Regions from separate parts of the Rattus norvegicus genome. Here region 1 is linked to region 2. The links are chromatin contacts, called in public Hi-C maps. All regions are on one chromosome and are shown on one strand. Each heading gives the region's core, a stretch centred on a gene start, on an enhancer-like site or on the middle of the called end of the contact. The rest is flanking DNA. Distances are from core to core; before and after follow the strand shown.

Region 1 (4,461 bases), core at 1,033-3,532, 75 kb after region 2:
CTCACTGTAGTCAGAGAACCCTGGTCCTCGTGGAGCTGTGTGGACGGGCATCTCCTGAACACTATGAATAAGAGTTTTTGTTTGGATTTGACTCTGTGCAACTGGGCAGCCTGTGTCCAGGGAAGTGGAATCAGAGACTCAGAGCAAAGCCTTGTATTTGCGGGGAAGGTAGAGACCGTTTGTATTTCTCACTTCTCCATGGAAGCGTGAAAACAACAGGCCTGTCTGGCCTGGTTACTGCATTCTGTCTCTGAAGTGTTCACCCTCCAGATTGTTAATGATTCCCTCCTGTACAGTGCACCCAGTCCCCAGGGTGTGGGAGGACAGTCACCGGGAGGGAGGGAGGTGCTGGTGACTCATTTCCCCAAAGATCACTCCTTGTGCTATCAGGGCCAAGATACAACACTGCTTTCAACATGCAAAACACTAGAAATCCCCAAGACTGGCAGTCTTGGTTCACCAGCCAACCTTCCAGTCTATAAGAAGTTCATGCTGCGAGGGAAGGGCATGACGGACAAGTGCATGTAAACTTTTGCCCATAGATAAAGATATTTAAGCATTTTCTTATTACAAAAAGAAATCAAGGCCTGGGGCTATAGCATAAATGTAGCTTACCTAGCATGTAGAAGGCCCTAGCTTCTATCACCAGCACCCAAAGGGGTTGGGGGGAATCTATTCTAATTCCTCAAAAGGTATGCTGATTAAAGAAATAGTGATTGACAGTTCTGAGGTCTGGGAATAACTGAGGCTCAGAGAACTGCGGGGAGACTCAGGCTCAGAGCAAAACTGTACTTAACAAAAGGAATTGGAGTCCCAGGATACAGGTTCCAAAATGGGAGGAAGGAGGAATTTCCCTACAGCAGGATTTATCTGGTGTTGGAGGTTTCAATGCTAACAAAGATATTGTTTTCTGACAGGGTCACTCACAACTTTCCAGAGAGGCCAAGCAGGGGAGAGGGGGAGGATAGGGGGTTGGGGAGACTGCCCCGGCTCAGGCAGGGGGAAAAAATGCTGTAGGGAGATCCAGAAGCTTTGGAACGGAGAGATGGCGCTTTGGAAGTAAGCTGTGTAAAGCCAACAGATTTGTGCTCCAGAAAAGTCCAAAGGAAACCGCAGGCTACCATGCCTAGGTCCTGTCTCCCCTACAGGCCTCACCTCAACTGTCCCTCTTTTCACAAGCACAAAACCAAACCTGGAGAATAGCTCATTCTCAGGTATGAAATCAAGCTTAAGCAACTACCAGAGGGTGCTAGAAAATTTGACCTCTTAGAGGGAATGCCCAGGGAGAAGAAAGATAGGTCTCTTCTCCAGTAGACCTGGCCCTCCCTGCCTGCTCTGAGAGTCTCCTACTTCCTTACTGTTACCCTCCCAGGATTTGCAAGACATGACCCTAAGGTCTGACTTTGACTACAGATCCACTGTGGCTTCTCACGCCATCACCCTCCTGAACCCACTTCTGGTCCATCTGAGGCTTAGGCAAACCCAGGGTCTCTGTGCCCGTTCTGTGAGACTCAAATCCAAGGGGAGAAAAAAAGGCAGCCATCTCTTCATGTGCATGAGACCCTAATCGGTTGCTCGCCTAGATCCGTTCTGCAATCCCAGGACAGAGCTCAGGGGTCTGCGCCACCCAGTGGGAGATACCGGAACTGCATGCAAGCCGTGATCCTGGCCTTCTCCCGGGGCACACTGCAGAGCACAACACATTTAGAAGAGTGGCCCAAAACCCAGAGCACTTTCCCTAGGGGGTTGCTATCATTCTTCTGGTTCTTATGCCAGGAATAAACTAATTTTTTTTCTGAAAAGCCTTCCCCTTGTCTCCAGAGAAAATAAACGGCAGTGGCAGTAATGCCAATAGTACAGCTAGTGACACCTATCATGCCAATGGACTTCAAATTCTCCCTACTTCCCATGTCCTAGGCCAGTGCACTGGCAGCCCAGGGTAGAGCTGGACGTCTTCAGAACTATTACTACATGGAAGCTTGCAGCCCTGGGTTAAACATTACACAGTCCCCAAGCGGTCCTTGCCCTTTAGTCCTGGATGCCCATTAAGCAGAAGCGACCCACCCATGCCTGCCTCCTGCGAGGGTGGCCAAGGGCGCCTGGCTTTTCTTTTTCCGCCTTCAAGAAGAGAAGGGTTATTCTATGTTGCCAACTTTGCCTATCTATGGGAGCAGAGAAAAGAAGGGAGTCCTCCCTTAGCGGGGGGGTGGGGTGGGGTGGTGGTGCTACAAGCTGGCACCAGAACACAGGCAGCCACAGGTGCACCTCTGCCACCCCCCAACGTGCTGCAGCGCCACCTGGCGGCCAGAATGGCACTCAGCGAGGAGAGCTGGCCTGTCGCTCCACTCCACCTGGCGTCCCGAGGCGGTCATCCTGTCCCGCACTGGGTGGGAGTCTCCGGAGGAAAGATTCGTTCTGCTAACTGTTTCAGAGGTTTGGGTCTTCAGGGGAGGGGCTGTGTTCTGAGGCCATGGCAAAACGACATGACTTCTCGTGGCAAGTCTGTTCCCCCTTCGTGACACCGAAAGGCAAAGAGAAAATGAGGCAGGCTGGGGACTTAGGGTCTCCTTAAGGGTACACCCCAGTGTCCCAAGCTCTCCCCCCTATCTCTGACTTCCCACGTGCTCATGCATACGCGCGCGCGCGCGCGCACACACACACACACACACACACACACACACACACACACGAAAACTGTTGAGAATCAGATGGGGTGCGTATCTGAAAAACGGAAACTGTTGATGGATTTGAGTGTAGTGTATGAGGGAGGAAAAACCAAATGACTCATGGGATGGCTTGTCCTGAGCATTTTCAGTAAGAAAAACAAAAGCTAACACCCACTGTCAGCAGGATAAAATTTAAAACCCTTCGCGTATTTTTAAAGTCTTTAAATTTCACAGCACTCCTATGAGCTAAGTGTTATTGTCCCCATTCTCTAGGAGAGGAAACTGAGGCACAGAAAGTTTATATAAAGTCACACAGCTATCAACTGGAGAGATTCCGACAAGAGAGCACTGCTACATCAGGCTCCCTCTTTCAAAAGATTTAAAACCACAACTATTTAATTATTTGTTTTATTGACTTATTTATTTACTTAGGTATGAGGGCATATGTGCCATGGCATGGTTGTATAGGTCAGAGGATAACTTTTCAGCGGTGATTCTCTTCTTCTACTATGGAGGTCCTGGGGGTTCAAAGCCAAGCTTTTAGCTTTAGCAGCAAGCCCCTTGACCCACTGAACCATCTCACCCACCCCTGCTCTCCATCTTGGTAAAAGAGAAATGTTATTACCTGAGACAGAACTGACAGGCAGGGTGGGAAATGGGTGGGTTTCACCACCAGGAAAGAGGGATGACAACTTCTAGTTTGAGTGTGTTCTGAGATGCTGTGTAAAGAGATGCCACGTGGAGGGCGTCCCTTTAGAAGGGGTGCAGAGGACTGTGGGAGGCGGGGGGACGATGCCAGGTCTAGAGTGAGTGATGGTGGAGGCAGACCATTGGGCATTCTTTCAGTCCTCCGGGAGCTGGGACAGGATAATGCTTAGGAAATGTTCTCCTCAGAGGACCCCAGGAAGATGCTGCCTTTGTTCCACAAATGCCTCATGGGTATTCACAGGCCCCCTACCCTGCCCGACTCCAGAGACTCCACCATTCCCCAGCATTGCCAGGAAGGAAGCCTCCATCACCTGCCACGTCAGACTTTTGGTGCAGGACCTCCCTCCACAAGGTAGGAACTGTGTCTCTCTAGAGGGTTAAGGATCAAGACACTTGGCTTAGGTGTGCAGAGCACAGCCTCTCAGCTGCCTACCCCCGCAAGTTGCTGTTTTATGTTTGGTTTTGCCCCCATGAGGATCAGGAAGATTAATTCAGAGCCTCGCGCCTCTTTTCTCACCTGTGAGGTGTTGCATCTGGATGTTCTCCAGGTGTGAAGACCAGCACTTCCCTGCTTCCGTTATCCACATGGCTTCTCTGGCACTTCTCACGGTGGCTTCCCGCTGTCTTTCTGTTTGGGTGATCTGGGAACTGAACTTGGATCCCCTGGAAGAGCAGCGTTCACTCTTAACTGCTAAGCCATCTCTCTAGCCTCTCTATTTGAAAGAACCCTTGCAAGGGAGTCCTGGAAGTCAGCCCCTCCTTCCCTTCCCTGCACAAGTGCAGACTTCCTATCCTGTACAATCCAAGTGGGGATGTGACCCATAAAGGTCATGGACAAGACCTGTTTTCAGCACTAACAACAAGCCCCTGGCTGCATTCTGCGTCCCACCTTAATTATTGCATTTCTGTGGCTTACTCTTGCCTGCCTCTCCTGTTGCCAGTCTGTCCTGGGGCCTGTGTCTCCCCACTGAGGTCACCAGACACCCCTGATGATGTTCTGGGTGAGTCTGTGTTTCGGAATGTTCCATTACTGCTAAGTCAGCCTGCTACCTCAGATCTCATAGCACAGACTGAACTGGACTCTCCA
Region 2 (4,160 bases), core at 513-3,012:
CATTCCAGCAACTCCAGCTTTGAGAGATCTGAAACCCTCTTCTGGGATACACATGTGCAGAGAGGCATGCACAACACCCACACCTACACACATGGCTGTATATATTCACACACACATACACACACTCACACACACTTTCACACACACTTTCACACACACTCACACTCATACACTCACACTTACACACTCACACACAGTCATACACACACTCACACATACACACATATATAAACACACACTCTCACACATATGCTCACATATACATACACACTCACACACAGGTACACACATACACACATATATACATATATATACACACAAGCAGACACAGACTCACACTCACTTACACACACACACACACACATACACACACACACACACACGCAGACTCATGTAAATAGAGGATCGAGAGATGGCTAAGCAGTGAAGAGCACTTGCCGCCCTGCTCTTGTGAATGATCCAAGCATCTGTGTTGGGAGGTTCACAACCTCCTACAATTCCAGCTCCAGGGGATCTAGCACCCTCTTCCGGACTCCGCAAGCATCTGCCCTGGTGTGGATGAGCCACACTCTCACACACACATACTTTTAAAGTAATAAAAATAAATATTTTTTAAAGTATAGTATAGTCACTACACAAACCAATAAACGACTGCTTATCATGCTCATCAAGTGTTCTGCACCATGCATAATTGCATGTACTATGCTTTTATATGACTGATGGGCAGCACGAGTAGGTTTGTTTAGGCTAGCATCACCATAAACCATGTGAGCGATGCGTTCTGCTGCCGCCTGAGCGTGACTCCAGTGCTCTCAGACATTAGGAGTCTTCTGCTTCCTTAGAACCTTCTAAGGTCAGCATCCTGTGCCACGACTGATCGGGGCACTGCTGTGCTGCCCCGTGGCTACACTTCAAAACGACACACCGAATATGAAAAGTGTATGGCTAAAAATTAATTTTATGAGGACTAAAATACTGCAGCCCAGTCTACATAACAGTAACATCGGGCATGTTGTAAGTGAGAACCACACACAGACTTTGCATTTTTGGATAGTAATGTTAAAAAGCAGAGAGTAAACACTACCAAACCTAGTTGGAATATTTAAGAACATTTGCCAGAAACTTAATGGTTATCCTCTTTCTTAGCCAGTGCAGGGTCCAATTCAGAGCAGAGCACACCAGCTGTCCCAATGGAGCTCGGGCTATGGTGCTGGATATTTTCTGAGTCACAACAGCAATTTAAAATTTTTTCTTAAGTAGGGCATGGTGACTTACATCTATAACCCCAGCATCAGGAGACTGAGACAGGAGGATTTCCATGAATTTCAAGCCATCCTTTACTAGAATGTACTATCTAAAAAGCAACAATTTGTTTTTTTTTTCTTCTGCACTAAAATCGACATGTTTGCTCTTTCTGCCTGCTCTAAGAGCTTTCCGGTGTACATGTGTGAGAAATGTGACCACATTTATACAACCAGTCTTGAGGAGAGGGAGAACCCATCTCAAGGCCATGGGAAGAAAAGGGCAGAATTTGACAGAGACAAAGCAGATTTTTTTTTATGAAAGAAAAATATGCCTTAGTCAGTTGGCAGGGTCCTTCTCTGCTCAGCCTACCACACCACAGTTTGGGGTTGCTTAAAAAAGGAACATTTGGGGTGCATGGGTGTTTATATGTTTGAGTCCAAAGGAGGATGCCAGCTCAGAAGTAAATATTTGCCATGGTGACTACTAATTCTGCTATCTGATCAAAAAGAAGTAAACATTTCCCACATTGCATCACAATGTCACTGTGTAAGCAGAACAAGGGAGCGGGGAGGCAGAAGTAAGACATGGCTCGAACACTAAACACAGTTTGTTTTTAAGAAACAGACATAGGTAGGTAACTCTGAATCCAAGAAATAAAAACATTGTCTAAGGTTTTATAGACCCCCTCCCCATTAGGATTCATTCGGAGAGAAGCCCCCGTTGGAGTTTAGGGATATAAGACCAGTGTCAGAATTTTCTGGGAATCAGACAGCAAAGGAAACAAGCTGAGCTGGACCATTTGGCAAAGGCTGAAGGTGTTTCCCGAGCTGTCACATGAGTGGGGTAGAGAGCAAACTGACAGCAAGCATGGTCAGTGTGTTCTGTGTCTTGCCATGCATGGGTCGAGCCATGTAGTGGGCCCTGCCTTCTTCAGAAAGACGCTGACACCCAGTGGAGAATCAGAAGGCCTCGCTGGAGGCTCAGGACTGGACTGATTCTCAGAATATACTCCCTTGAAGTGAAGAAGTATAAGGATATGGGGCATGGCCATTACTGGGTTTGGGGACTAGAGAGAGCTCTTCTGTAGTAGAAAAATACTGCACCTGAGTACGAAGAAACAGGGACTAGCAACTGAGCAAGACTTCTGCCATACTCTGTCAGAATTCTTGGCCCTCCTGAGCTGGAGTCCCATTCTACATGCTGCCGCTGTTTTCTGGGACACTCTGCTGCTTACCAAAAAAGAGCCCTAACTTTGAAGAGGGTAATTTCTACACCGCCATCTTCTTCACCCTGAGCAGCAGAGAGAGCCCATGTGAGGAGAGACTGAGCAGAAGAAGTCGCAGACTACAAAGAGTTTGCTGACCTCTGGGTATAAGCTGATTCATCCCTTGCAAAGGAAAGATTGGCAACAGCTTAAAGTTGTAGCACCCGGATTCTTCGCTGAGGGCAGGGGTGCAGCTGGTGTAGTGGCCTCCATTGCTCAGGGTACAAATGCAAACTCAGAATTCAGTTAAGGAAATTTCTGCCAGCTTGGGGAAGAAAGAAAGAATCGCTAAAAAAAAAAAAAAAAAAAGGAAACAAAAACTACAACTCTCCCATGCAAAGGGAAATGTCTCCTGAAATGTAGCCTTTGTCTCAGCATTTCATCGTCATCCACTTGAGTGCCTAGGTGGGGGTATAAGGTGACAAGCTTAATTCCTGCTTCTCTTGGGATCCGATACACAGCAGGGAGCAGAGGGTTAGTGGTGTGTTTCTGTGGACGGCTGCTGTGTAATCATATGTTTCTAGATTCTTTAACTGGACAGGGAGATTAAGAGCTTTGGTTTTACGGTCAGCAGATCCTCAAACCCACTGGTTCTCAACCTCCACAACACTTCAACCCTTTCATATAGTTCCTCATGGTGTGCTGATCCCCCAGACCATAAAACTATTTCATTTCTACTTAACTATAATTTTGCTACTGTTACGAATCATAATGTAAATATCTGTGTTTTCCAATGGTCTTAGGCTACCTCTATGAAAGGGTCATTTGACCCCAGAGGGGATCTCGATCCATAGGCTGAGAACCACTGATCTAACAGGATGTGGGACTAGGAAACTAGTCCATATTCCCACTTGTGTAATGAGCAGTGCATCTGGACAGGGGAAATCACATGAAGGAAGAGTCATGTAGATTCTGGCCTGGCTTAAGGTGGCGGAAGTTGTTTCCTGGCATAGCTTCCATCCAAGTCTTGCTTTTCTTGGATTTCAAAGAGGACTCTGGGCTTCCTGGTATTGTTACCCTCCCCTTTCAGCACCGACAGACACAGCACTGTGATTCTCCTGAATACTCCTCTCCTCTCTACGGCATTCACGTGCATCCTCCCATTTCTGCATCTCTGCGTCAAGACTGGCTTCAATGCTGATTGTTTTGCCTTGTTTTTGTTTTGAACAAGGTCTCATATAGCACATTGGCTTTGAACTTCCCATGTAGCTGAGTCTAGCCTTGAACTCTTTCTTCTCCAGCTCCTACAGGAGCTCTTGCTTCCAGCCAGAAGTCTTACCAGTCTGGTTGTTCTGAGTTTTAAATCTTGCAAGGTCTAAATGCCTCTGGAGCAATTGGGAGGCTCTAGAACCCGACACTGTGATAATCTGTAAATATTGGTTTAACTTGAATTTAAACCAAACTGAGTTCTAACACATCTGTACCTGAACCCCCTGGGTCTCTGGGACTTGTTTACTCCTTTCGCTGCAGGAAGCTAAAGGCCTGTCTTATCTCCTGGGTCTCTTGCAATCCTAAAATTGTTAAGGAGCAAAGGGCACTGCAGTGCCCTTAGCGTTATTCAGAGCCACGTCTCTAACCCTTCAGAAGTAAGTTGTCACTTGACCCCTCTGCAAGCCTCTGCCCTGCTTGTTCACACCGCAGCAGCCTCCTT

Evidence for each region. Hi-C and Micro-C count contacts between places; a contact is called where the count stands out from the background.
Region 1: a contact with region 2 is called in a Hi-C map of liver, with 7 times the contacts expected there. The contact joins two enhancer-like sites. A contact is called at or near these places in 6 of 12 Hi-C or Micro-C datasets (the A7r5 cell line, hepatocytes, kidney and 2 more).

Annotation. Positions count from the first base shown.
Region 1 is chr13:71,749,064-71,753,524 of GRCr8, forward strand. No RefSeq gene overlaps it. Among named protein-coding and RNA genes, the nearest start is that of Tex35, 31 kb to the right of the region's middle. Within about 2 kb of position 2,283, at least 9 of the 93 cell types and tissues checked have an H3K27ac peak or open chromatin away from gene starts, as enhancers often do. A contact at or near this core is called in hepatocytes and liver, where this site is marked.
Region 2 is chr13:71,674,834-71,678,993 of GRCr8, forward strand. No RefSeq gene overlaps it. Among named protein-coding and RNA genes, the nearest start is that of Ralgps2, 70 kb to the left of the region's middle. Within about 2 kb of position 1,763, at least 3 of the 93 cell types and tissues checked have an H3K27ac peak or open chromatin away from gene starts, as enhancers often do. A contact at or near this core is called in hepatocytes and liver, where this site is marked.